4 separate regions of the Mus musculus genome follow, and all the other regions are linked to region 2. Evidence: chromatin contacts called from public HiChIP or PLAC-seq and capture Hi-C data. All regions are on one chromosome and are shown on one strand. Each heading gives the region's core, a stretch centred on a gene start, on an enhancer-like site or on the middle of the called end of the contact. The rest is flanking DNA. Distances are from core to core; before and after follow the strand shown. Region 1 holds the start of B3gntl1 (UDP-GlcNAc:betaGal beta-1,3-N-acetylglucosaminyltransferase-like 1). Region 2 holds the start of Rab40b (Rab40B, member RAS oncogene family). Region 3 holds the start of Ptchd3 (patched domain containing 3). Region 4 holds the start of Metrnl (meteorin, glial cell differentiation regulator-like).

Evidence for each region. HiChIP or PLAC-seq counts read pairs in DNA pulled down with a chosen protein or histone mark. Capture Hi-C pulls out chosen DNA fragments and counts their contacts.
Region 1: a capture Hi-C map of embryonic stem cells shows a contact between it and region 2, with 3 times the contacts expected there. The contact joins the promoter of B3gntl1 here to the promoter of Rab40b in region 2. A contact is called at or near these places in 2 of 39 promoter capture datasets (cranial neural crest and neural stem cells), 1 of 484 Hi-C or Micro-C datasets (embryonic stem cells) and 2 of 9 other capture datasets (adipose tissue and embryonic stem cells).
Region 3: a contact with region 2 is called in an H3K4me3 HiChIP or PLAC-seq map of embryonic stem cells, with 14 read pairs. The contact joins the promoter of Ptchd3 here to the promoter of Rab40b in region 2. A contact is called at or near these places in 5 of 39 promoter capture datasets (cranial neural crest, embryonic stem cells, stem cell-derived epiblast-like cells and 1 more), 1 of 15 datasets of contacts at CTCF or cohesin (large pre-B cells), 2 of 484 Hi-C or Micro-C datasets (both in embryonic stem cells), 7 of 115 datasets of contacts at active chromatin or transcription factors (astrocytes, bone marrow-derived macrophages, embryonic stem cells and 3 more) and 5 of 9 other capture datasets (adipose tissue, embryonic stem cells, liver and 2 more).
Region 4: an H3K4me3 HiChIP or PLAC-seq map of embryonic stem cells shows a contact between it and region 2, with 2.4 times the contacts expected there. The contact joins the promoter of Metrnl here to the promoter of Rab40b in region 2. A contact is called at or near these places in 5 of 39 promoter capture datasets (the C10 cell line, the HPC-7 cell line, cranial neural crest and 2 more), 1 of 484 Hi-C or Micro-C datasets (the G1E-ER4 cell line), 4 of 115 datasets of contacts at active chromatin or transcription factors (astrocytes, embryonic stem cells, pancreatic cancer cells and 1 more) and 2 of 9 other capture datasets (embryonic stem cells and liver).

What each region holds. Positions count from the first base shown.
Region 1 is chr11:121,671,868-121,674,567 of GRCm38.p6, reverse strand. It overlaps B3gntl1 (UDP-GlcNAc:betaGal beta-1,3-N-acetylglucosaminyltransferase-like 1), which reads left to right and starts at 1,417. Exons shown (of 13, transcript NM_178664.5): 1 at 1,417-1,583. The coding sequence starts at 1,536.
Region 2 is chr11:121,386,925-121,389,624 of GRCm38.p6, reverse strand. Rab40b (Rab40B, member RAS oncogene family) reads left to right here and starts at 1,374. Exons shown (of 6, transcript NM_139147.3): 1 at 1,374-1,627. The coding sequence starts at 1,483. It overlaps Mir7236 (microRNA 7236), which reads left to right and starts at 2,421; the gene lies at 2,421-2,480.
Region 3 is chr11:121,828,864-121,831,563 of GRCm38.p6, reverse strand. It overlaps Ptchd3 (patched domain containing 3), which reads right to left and starts at 1,346. Exons shown (of 4, transcript NM_029049.1): 1 at 305-1,346. The coding sequence starts at 1,261.
Region 4 is chr11:121,701,083-121,703,782 of GRCm38.p6, reverse strand. It overlaps Metrnl (meteorin, glial cell differentiation regulator-like), which reads right to left and starts at 1,356. Exons shown (of 4, transcript NM_144797.3): 1 at 988-1,356. The coding sequence starts at 1,157.

The DNA.
Region 1 (2,700 bases), core at 168-2,667, 280 kb before region 2:
ATGCAGGCAAAACACTCACATACATAAAATAAATTAACCAAGATTTTGAAAAGCACTGCAGTCTAAAGCTTTGCTGAGAGCTCTTGCTATTTTTAAATTACATTTTATTTTGCGCATGTGTTGGGGGTGTGTGGGGTTGTGCACCATACCCTATATGTTCGGAGGTCAGAGGATAACTTGTGGGAGTAGGTTCTCTCCTTGATACCACATGGGTCCCAGGGCTCAAAGTCGGGTTCTAAGGCTTGGCAGCAACTGTCTTTATCCGTTGAGCCATCTCTTCCACCCATCTCCTGCTATTTTTAAGTGTGGAAACTCTTGAGGGCTGCTTGGTGCCAAGGCCAGTGGGTGACCTCAGTGTCACCCCTCACAAATGGAGGGTGTGGATGACCAAAATATGCCATCTTAAAATATATTTCTAGTTGTAGGATGACCATTTGGAGAAACTGCAGACACAAGCATTAAGTTAGAAAAGCACTAACGAAACAAAATGTACATGGGTTATCTACATTAAGTAATCAGGTGTTTTATCAATATCTGGGTTCCACGCAGCTCAGAGGTTGTCACCCGTCCTTTGGAAGTAATTTAGTGAAACCTTTTGGTTCTGTGGGATGCCTAACTTTGGGACTCCCACAGTTCATAGAACACTTCCTTCCCCAGTATCCCCCGGGACAATGAATCTCTGTGTAGCATAGGAACTCAACTATCTGGCGTTGACCAAGCGTCATGTGTCCTAATGCAGGCCACACGAGGGCCTTGGGTCCATGAGAACTATCTACCTTTGGCTCACTCCAGACAGACCCAGTCCAGACCCAGAACCTTCCTCCAGGAGGGGGTCCTTCCTCCTTGTCTGGAGCAGTCAGACCAAACAAGATTCTGATGAAATGTCGCCTGCTTTAAGCTTACTGGCATTTTCCTTTTTAAAGTTACATAGGCCCAACCTGCGGTGGGATTTTTAAGTAACCACCTACTTGCACAGGGTGGCGTCCCCCCACAAGTTCCCCCCGTTCTTAAGTTTTTTTATAACGTTAGTTTGGCTGCGGACTTCAGTTTGCGATTATTTCCGTCAGGTGGGGCAGGAGGACTTCCGCAGGCCAAGAAGCCACAGAGGCAAGTGAGAAGGACGAAGGCGCAAAGCCAGGGGCGCCCACGGACTCCGGAAGCCCAACCCTTTGCTCGGCCAGGCCCCGCCCACACACTCAGCTCTGGCCACCCCGGAACCCCTCGCCCGAGCTGCTCCCGCCGAGAACGGCGGCTCGCCCCTCCCGCTCCACCATCCAGAGAACACCGACGGGCCGCCTCCCTGAGCATTCTGCTCGAAGGACCGCCTTCCCTTACTGACTGACGTGTCTCTACACCAATAGAACGTGGCTGTTCCCCTAACAGCCCTCCCATACCCGTAAGTCCCTAGCGAGCCACGTGGCTCTGCACCAATCGGAAGCGGTCCAGTCTGTGCATCGCCTCCTGGAGCTTGCTGTGCATGCGTTGGCCTCCTAGGCAGGACTGCGATTGCAGGAAAAGGGCAGTGGAGCCGCGCGATGGAGGTCTCCGAGAACGCCACAACGCGCGGCTCGCTGGCCCTAGTGGTAGGTATGGCCGGGTGAGACGCGGTCCCGCCCTCTTGTGCCTTCTTCTGTTGCTGTTTCTCCCTCCACGGTAGTCATCTTGTCTCCGGCTCGCAGCCGCTGTACGCTGCCACGGGTTCGGGAACCTCAGCTTGGAGGGTTCCCACCATTCCGTTTCGAGGTAGACATGTGTCCGAGCTCATACCGTACACTAACCTGCACACCTACTAGCGCCCCTCCCGCCATATCCCTGCTCGCCAGCATGCCACACCTATCTTAATACCTAGCAGGTGGGTTAGATGTCTCAGGCCAGGGTGCATTAAGTGTGGTTCACAGGCATTGCGCCAAGTGATTGTATTTTTCATGCCAGTCTTATTGAAATTGGAAACCGGTAAATCAAGGCCTTTGTCAGAAATTTATATCTTTTTTTTTAAAGTTGTGAGGTCTGTAGCTCTGGCTGGCCTGCAGCACATACAGCTGAGGATAACCTTGAAACCCTCCAGCGTCCGAGCCACACTTACTGATAACAAATATGAGTCATAACACCCCTTTTCAGTTAAAATCTTGTAGGTCTTGAGAAAATTAAGAAAGTTCTTTCCTTTACAAAGTAAGTCCAGAGGACTGGGGTGTAACTCTGACATGCATGTGAAACACCCTGGGTTCAATCCCCAATAGCTCAAATAAATAACAAATAAAAAGCCTTTAAGCAACATGTTTTCAGAATAAACACAAACAGGATAGAATGCCACTTTGGGATCATCAGCTCCTCAAAGAGCGCTTCATTTGTAAAGGACGGTGTCTTCAACACTCCTTTATAAGATTCTTATAACCGTGTTCAGATTCAGTAATTTAAAGTACACTATACATAGATGGCCTCTACAGTGATTTATGTAGATATTGCCTATATTATATGTAGACCTTGTCTGTAGAGATTATATAGCCTTTGTGTTATATATAGCTTTGTAACATGTACATATATGTATGTATATGTTCACATCTACCTAGCCTATTGGTTTTCCTGCTCAGAAACATGTCCAGTTTTATTTTTTCACATTAATTCAGGGTGGGGGGGTGAGGCCAACTGTTAATTTCTTGGCTGTTCTTTACTACTTACTATATCATATAAAATTGAGGCAGT
Region 2 (2,700 bases), core at 125-2,624:
TAGGGAAAGGCTGTCTGGACTCAGACATTCTAAAGCGCTCTCTCTAAGGAAGGTTTTTCTGTGTGGGCGATTGTTGCCATGTCATGGTCCTCTGAAATAATTACAGCTCAGGTATTCTTGGTTAGCAACAGTGTAATCTTGAGTCAAAGATAGTATTCTGAGTCAAAAATGGCTCAGCGAGACCATCCATTCTAGCTGGGTAGTGGTGGCCGATGTCTTTAATACCACACTCAGGAGGCAGAGGCAGGCAGATCTCAAGACCAGCCTGATCTACAAAGCCAGTTTCAGGACAGAAAGGGCTACTCAGGGAAACCCTGTCTCGAAAAACCCTATCTCAATTACCTATTCTAGACTGGCAGCCATATCTTGTAATTAGAGCTTATTATAGTCAACTCTTTGAAAGGATAGTGTTCCTGCAGGGAGGCAGCGGTCACCTTGCTCCAAGACCAGCCTGTTCTGAGCCAAACCGGCCTTGTCCTGAATCACAGCACAGCTGTGGCGCTTAGAACAATGTTCACAAATGCTTTCGTAATTTTCATCCACTGCTTTTTCTTTTCCATCCGGAAATGTATCCTTCTTAACAGAGAGGAGGCACGATTGCAAGAGGTGCTTCCACTTCAGGTTGTATAAAGATGTAGGTAGCGGGGATGCTAAACTATGATTACTCTAAATAACTTAGTTCCCACTGGTGAGGTGCTCCTGAACAGAGAGCAGATTCACTGCTCCCTTGGGGTAAAAGAGATCAGAGACAGACAGGTCCCCGTCATGTGCTCTCTGACAACAACCTCACAGGCACACGATGCACACACACACACACACACTCACACTGACATGCATGGACAGAAACCCGTGGAGACCTCGAGGCACCCACTAGCAGACACCTTTAGAGGTGCACTTGTCCATGTGTCCACTTGGTGCTGAAACTCACAACTACCTGTAACTTTAGTTACATCTGATGCCTACATGAACACATGAACATGCTAAGCTCTCACGCTAGCATTCAAAGCTCTGTGGAGCTGTGGGACAAATTCTCGTTTCCAGGCAGGGATTCAACACTTCCCACACCAATCTGGAGCCAACTCCTGTTACGCACTGATACAGGGGAGGGAGTAAACACTGACCACGCCCCTCCTCTCTATGCCATTCTTCCATTGGTTTGCAGGAGCAAACCTCTCCCCCCCCCTTCGGTTTCTTCTGGCTCGGCCTTCGGACCTCCATTGGCTTAGGCAACAAGTCCTCCCAGGAGAGGCGGTGGGCGTGGTGCGGAGGCGTAAAGAAATAGATGGGCGAGCTTGCTAACCAATGAGCATGTGTATATACCTCAGCAACTGAGGCTCGCCAATGGCAAGGTAAGGTGGGCGGGGCTCTTCAGCTGTCAAGCTCCCCCGACCGGTGGAGCGTTCGAGGGGCCCGCGGCGCTCGGGGACCCTCCGCCGCCTGCGCGCAGCCTTGGGCCGGTATGGGCGGGGTGGCTGGGCCGGCATGATGAGCTCCCTGGGCAGCCCGGTGCGGGCCTACGATTTTCTACTTAAGTTCCTGTTGGTGGGCGACAGCGACGTGGGCAAGGGAGAGATCCTGGCCAGCTTGCAGGACGGAGCAGCCGAGTCTCCTTACGGCCACCCGGCGGGTGAGCGCGGCTGCAGCACCCGGAGGCGCAGCGCTGGGGTGTCGGTGCGAGCGGCCTCTCCAGCGTGGGTCCCGGGAGCGGCTGGGCAGGGCTAGGAACCGCATGCTGGGGAAGACTGCGCTCTGTGGACGGAGTCCGCAAAGCAGCTCAGGGTGGTCGTCGAGGGACATCGCAGGTGCTAGCTACGTGTTCGGAGAAGTGTGTGGGATTACAGGAGGCGTGGGCAGAGAGACAGCGGTCCACGGAGCTGAGGTCTGAGACCACAGTCTCTGAGGCTATGACCTTTTGGTGCGTGGAACTGCAAGCAGAGAGTAGCAAGACTAGACTCCAGCCTTTGATTCCAAGCACTAAGCTCTGTGTCCTAGTGGACAGGACTTCCAAGAGGAGGAAGAGGAATCTAAGTGACCCTGTAGAATTGGCTAGGGTGTAGGAAGGAACCCAACTAAGAGACTGGAGTCCAGGAGACTGGACACGGGTGAGACCAGAGCGTCTCAGGCTCCAGGGCAGTGAGCAGTGAGTGTCCTAGAAGCCTGAAGTTTAAGATCTTGCACCCCAGAGGAAGGAGACAGAGTGGCAGAATCCTGAGCAGAACATCCAAGAATAGTCACGTAGTGATCCATCCCTTTGACTGTGGCTGTGCACAGACTTCAGTGAATGCCTATTGTGTTGTTGTGGGGGTTTCAACACACCTTTCTAATACAGACCCTGCCCTGAGGCCTGCCACCCTCTGTTCTTTGGGCTTGCAGACTGCTTCCTGCATCTCCAGCCCCCTGGCAATGCCACAAGGCAAGGCCCTAAAACTGTGTGGTCCAATGCCATTTAACTACCAGGTTGGACCGCACAGATTTAGACCTTTCCTTTAGGACAAAGCTCTGTTGGACAGCATTACTGCGAGAACAAGGGCGTGACTGAAGACAGGGCTGTCTTCAGGTCCTGGTGCTCAATGAAACACCCAGGCTTCAGCAGAGGCAAAAGAGTAAAACGTTTAACAAGCCCCCAAAGGGGACGTGAGTCCCACAGTAAATGACTGATGTGGGCAGAGAGAAAGATGTGGATGACATGTGAGCAGACTT
Region 3 (2,700 bases), core at 97-2,596, 440 kb before region 2:
ACAGGCTTTAAGGACTCCTAGGAATAAGAGGAGGGGTCACTAAAAGAAGTAATTTTCAAGTGACTTAATTAGAAAACCAAACCCTACAGCAAATGTGAAAATCAGTTTCTATACGAAATGGAATTACAGACACAGGATTTGTGTAGAGACCAGAAAGATGCCAACACATTTATGATCTCTGGCGCCATCTGTGTTCCAATAGGTTTTCACTCTAAGCACAGTACAGCATTCCCAGCTTAAATGCAAAGGTCACTTTGTCTCTGCCCTTAGTGGCCCCCCTTGCAAACCCTAACCTCCAGAATACCTCTATCTCTTCCAGGGTCAGACTGCTCTTCATGTCATTAAAATGGTCAAGAAAGTGAGTCAGCCATGCCTGGCTACGTTCACTGTCTTCGGGGTCCTCCGTCTTGAGGTAGTACAGTAGTCTCATTGCTCGGGACTCCACGAGTCGTTGACTTTTTCCAGTCATTTGACCCAAAACATTTCCCCCAAAGAAGCCCGCTAAGTAGATGAGCTGGGTGGGCGTGTTGTGGATAGGGAAGGTGAGGTCCGACAGGTTCAACGACGAGTTATGCTGCCAGGAAAACAGCAGAGGGTTGGGCGGCACGCACAGCGTCTTGTACTTGGCACACACCTCTTGGTATAGAATCTGCGTTCCATTTTCCTGGACAACTTTCAGCGCCTGCACCGCCTGGTCCAGCTTGCTCACCTCTTTGAATATTTCTGGCTCCAGCAGTGAGTTGGCGAGGGACACCACCAAGATGGATGCAAAGTTGGTCTCGGAGCTGGTCCTGGAGGCAGAGAAGCGGTAAGTGTCATTGGTACTGAAATGACCCTGCACAAAACGCCGCTCTGCCTTGGCTGGGCTGCCAATCGGTGTGTACTGCTCCTCCAGGTTCTCCTTTTCCTTGGGTAGGAAAATGAGACCGGTGCCCAGGGAGGCCGTCAGCAGTGCAGGCCCGAGCAAAAACAGCCAGGGGTTCGCGCCCACTGTGGCGCCAAAGCGTTGGAAGCCCCGCGACAGCGGTGCTTCCAAGCAGTTGGTGTGGCAGCGACGCGGCGGAGGTGCCTCCTGACCCAGCGGTGGCAAGCGCTCCAGTGGCGGCCCGGTGGTCCAGCTAGGGCCCGCCTCATCAAGTGGCACGGCTTCCAGTTGGCCTTCCAACGGTGCCTCCCGCTGCTCCTCCGCCTCTCCGAGCTCCACCTTGGACGGTGACTCCCCCTGCTCCTCCTCTCCGGGCGCCACCTTGGAGGAGATCATGTTGCCCACAGCTGTTCAGAGGAGCTGCTGCAGAGCTGTTTTCACCCCAACGGTTCAGGACCCAGGACCGTTGGTTGCTCCTGTGCCCGGATGCGGAGGCGACGGTTGGGAGCACGTGGGCGAGGCGCCCTCCTGGTGCAGATCTGTTCCAGGGTCAGAGTTAGTACCAGATCCGTCCTTGGCACAGAGCATCTCCTCACGCTCCGCCTATGGCGCATTCCCTCTACCCCTGTACTTACCAAAGCTCTCAGTGGGAGCATAAATTTAACCTTTCTACTTTGGCGGCCCAGTGGCTGGGACAACTTCACATTTACTTTGTTGTCATGTGTCCCTACTAGACGGTCAGAACCCCGAGGCTGAGGATTATTATATCTAGTTTTGCTAACAAATTTAAATGCCAAACCAGAGGAACGTAAGTATTTCTTAGAGGAAAAACTGCTTATACTACTTAAACAGTTATCTATCAATCTAAAGTTTACACAGTTCCCAATCTAAATGAAAAGTGCACCAAGACAGATTTGGGGACCATTATGAGTTAGCATCCAAAGAAGGAAGCGTTTAGATGGTTGCTTCCAGTTATTTCCTCGGAAGCCAAGTAAAATGACTGCAACCAGATAGTGTTTATTGGAGACTGGTTAAGACTACTTAACAAAGTTTCCTCTAAATGTGTTGCTTGTGTGTTTGTAGAGTCTACGAAACAGAATGAGTTGCTTTCACCACAGCAGAAGATAAGTTCTTTGGTCATTTGCTGAATTACCATGCCCATCCTGCATGTTTCTTCACCCCAAAGTAGGAAAGGCCTAACAGATTAAAGATGCTGCTCCCTCCATTTTTAAAATAAATTTAATGAGTATTAAGCTATTAGGATTACTTACAGGAGCAGGGGCAACCCACAGACAGCTATATCCCCCAAAAGACCCACCCTCCGTCAACATCGTGCTTCTTAGAGTTAGTACTTGCCTACACGAAGCTGGGAAAGGTTGGAGTATCAGGGAGAGTCAGGGGAGGGTTTTGTGAAATTCCTTCAGAGATCCAGTTAACAACCCAATTACATTCAGAACTAGGTATCTTCTGTATATTTTTGTTGATTTTGTTGCCATAACTGTAGGCTAAGATCTCCTGTGGGTCATCACAGCTGTTCTACCACATGGCAGCAGTGGATGTGTTAAGAGGAGTTACCTATCACTTTTGCTTAAGCTGGGTAGAAGAGTGGTAGATAAGGCTTTGGTTCTGGGCTTGGGGGTCTGAGGAGACCACAAAGAGAAAAGAGAGAGAAGAGGGAGAGAGGAGAAGATACCATGGGGTAGGTGAGTCATGAAAACATGGCTAGGAGGGCTGGACAATTGGAGTTAAGAGTGGCCCAGATGAAACATGCAAGTTATAACTAGGGGTTATTTATAGGAAAGTAGATACTAATAGTTTAGAAGGTTAATATCTGT
Region 4 (2,700 bases), core at 107-2,606, 310 kb before region 2:
AGGCACTGTAAGTGTACAAGATAATCATTGATGCCCTGCTTACGCAGATCCGGGCACTGCCCAACATCCACCTTTCTCAGAAAACCCTCTTGACCAAAATCACCCACCGCACGCATTGCCCCATGAGCCCCCTTCACTGGAGTCTGTGCTTCAGACGAGATCGTGTACCTCCCCAGGCCTGCGCAAGCGCCCTGCCCCTGGGATGAGCTACATCAGACCCCCACCGCCGTCCCAGCCCACGTTTTCAGGAGACCCGCATCAGCGCAGCGCGCTATGCAAACCGCTGAATTGGCAACTTGCAGCTGTAAAAAACTGGCTCTGCAAAGAGAGGGGGCCGGCCGCTGTGCCTGGCGCGTTCTCAGTGTCCAAAGTAGCTACGACTCCTCAGGCACCCCGCCCGCGCACACTTGTGACTTGTGCTTCTTTCCATACGTCACACTTCAGTTAAAACAACAGCAAAAAGTCCTCCGCTGTCACTGCTGATGGGGACGAGAGAGAAGTGTCACAGGAACCCTGTGCCCTGCTGCCAAGGGCGGCTTGACCTTCACCAAGCGGGCTCAGGGCTCTACCCTACTGCATTTGGCCGCAGACAGGTGTCGACCCCATCTCTTTGCCCCAAAGATACGGTCTGCAGCCGATACGGGTCTCGTTTGGACCCCACGCTCTCCACGCCACAGCTGTCCCTCTAGATGAGCACAATCCCAACCCTTTCCCAAGAATCAGAAATCCCAACCGTTGGGAGGACCAAACATGCAGCCTATGGAGCCCAGGAAACCCACTAGGGCAGTATTACGCGCGCGGAGAGTGGGCGTCTTCCGAGCTGGGACCCAGATGCCACCAACTCTTTTGTTCTGAAACCAGAGCTAGGGCGGGGGTCACCGGACTTGGCCAGCATAGCTGTCCCTACCCCGCAAGCTCTGCCACTCGCTGCCGAGGGCTCCGGTCCAGGTCCAGGGAGTCCACGCTGGAATCACCCGCAAGACTCACCTCCCCTTCCAGCTGCACAGGTCGCTGGAGTACTGAGCGCTCGCGCCGCCCAGCAGCAGTAGTAGCAGCAACAGCAGCGGTGGCGGCGGGGGCGGACCCGGCCCAGGGCCCGGGGACCGAGGCCACTGCTGCCCCGCGCGCCTCCGGGCCGCCCACACCGCACCCCGCATGCTCCGGCCGGGTCTGCGTCCGGTGCGTGCCTGCACCCACAGAATAGGCTCTTGAGGCAGAGCGATGGGAGGCGTGGGTCCGCGTGCGAACTGATCACGTCGCGCGTCTATAGCCCATCCCGGCTCGCCCCTAGCCGCCCACCACAGGAGCCGCCCAAGCTGCAACTAGAGAAGCGCGCCGGCTGCCCCTAGAACCTCTGAGCTGGCAAGTTCCCGGACCGTGGTCTGGCTCAGCTGGGGGGCGGAACCGTGAAGCCACCCCGCCCTCGGCCGAGCTCCGCCCCCGCCTGGCCTTCGGCCCGGGCCAGCAGTTCCGCCCCGTGCGCCAGCTCACAGATCTGTGTCCTGCCAGCTCTAGCCTGGAACGCCCTGGTGTCACGCCGCAGATACTCAGTGGGCAGCATCTCGCCGCACAGGACAAGGGAAAGTGCAGCTCGGAGTGGGACAAACGACTTTGCAAAGAACGGGAACAAGGTCAGGGAGGAGGGCTGGGGCTGGGACGAAGAAGCTGTAGGGATGGGGATGGAAGAGTTTGGGCCTGGGGGAACTGCACTATTATGCACGAAGTGAAGAAATCTGAGCTCCTTCCAGCAGCTAGACACCATCTTTTAGACAGCCTGAGTGGCCTCCAGTGCACAAGGACTATTGTGATGCTCACAACTCAAGAGCGGTGGCTTCTTGGGGTTCCTGGCACCCTCTCTTTCTGTTCCCCAGCTCAAAATTTGCCTTGGGAGGGAGGAGAGAGAGAGAGAGAGAGAGAATATCAGAGAGAGACTGAGACTCTGCCATTAGTAAGCACTGGCAGCTTCTACGAGGTTATTCGAGACTCTGGAACATCCATCCCATAGAAAGGCCTCAGGTGTGCAATCAGTCCCCAGGCCACACTTTCAAGTGTCCTGTGGTCTCTTGTTTAATATTCACTTTGTCATCTTGAAGCTGAGGTTTTAGGCTGGATGCTTCTTTACAGTGAAACCTACCTTGGGCAGTGTGGAGCTTTATCGTCATTTCATCTTGGGACCCATTCTATACTTCAATAGTATCTCCCATCCCGAGTTTGACAGATCCAATTGTCTCCAAATATCCTTCCAACAGAAACAAAAAAATAACCATCTGAGAGCCCAGTCTGGCCATGAAGGGGCGTCGCATGGAGATCATGGTGATCCTAACATCTAGTGGGGGAGCTACACAGGAGCAGGGCAGAAATAGGGAGGTGGAGGGACACATTCTCTGGCCTGGAGCTTGATTTAAAAAACAAACAAACAAACAAACAAAACAGGGAGAAGGTGATGAGGCAATCTTTCTTCACTTCAAAGCCCCAAACAGTATCAAATGATGGACGAAACTGGCCTGGATAGGTCAGGAGGAAACAAGGGATTCCAGAGTACCCTCTATGCATGAGGAAAGGCCTAGAAATGCAGTTTATTTATTAGGTGGCAACCATACTGAGAGTAAGAGGGACAAATTTATGTCTTCAAGAGGAAGAGCCAGCACCACCTGTGGCTTTGAGGCCACTAAACAGCTGAGGAAAGGAGAAGGTCTGGGG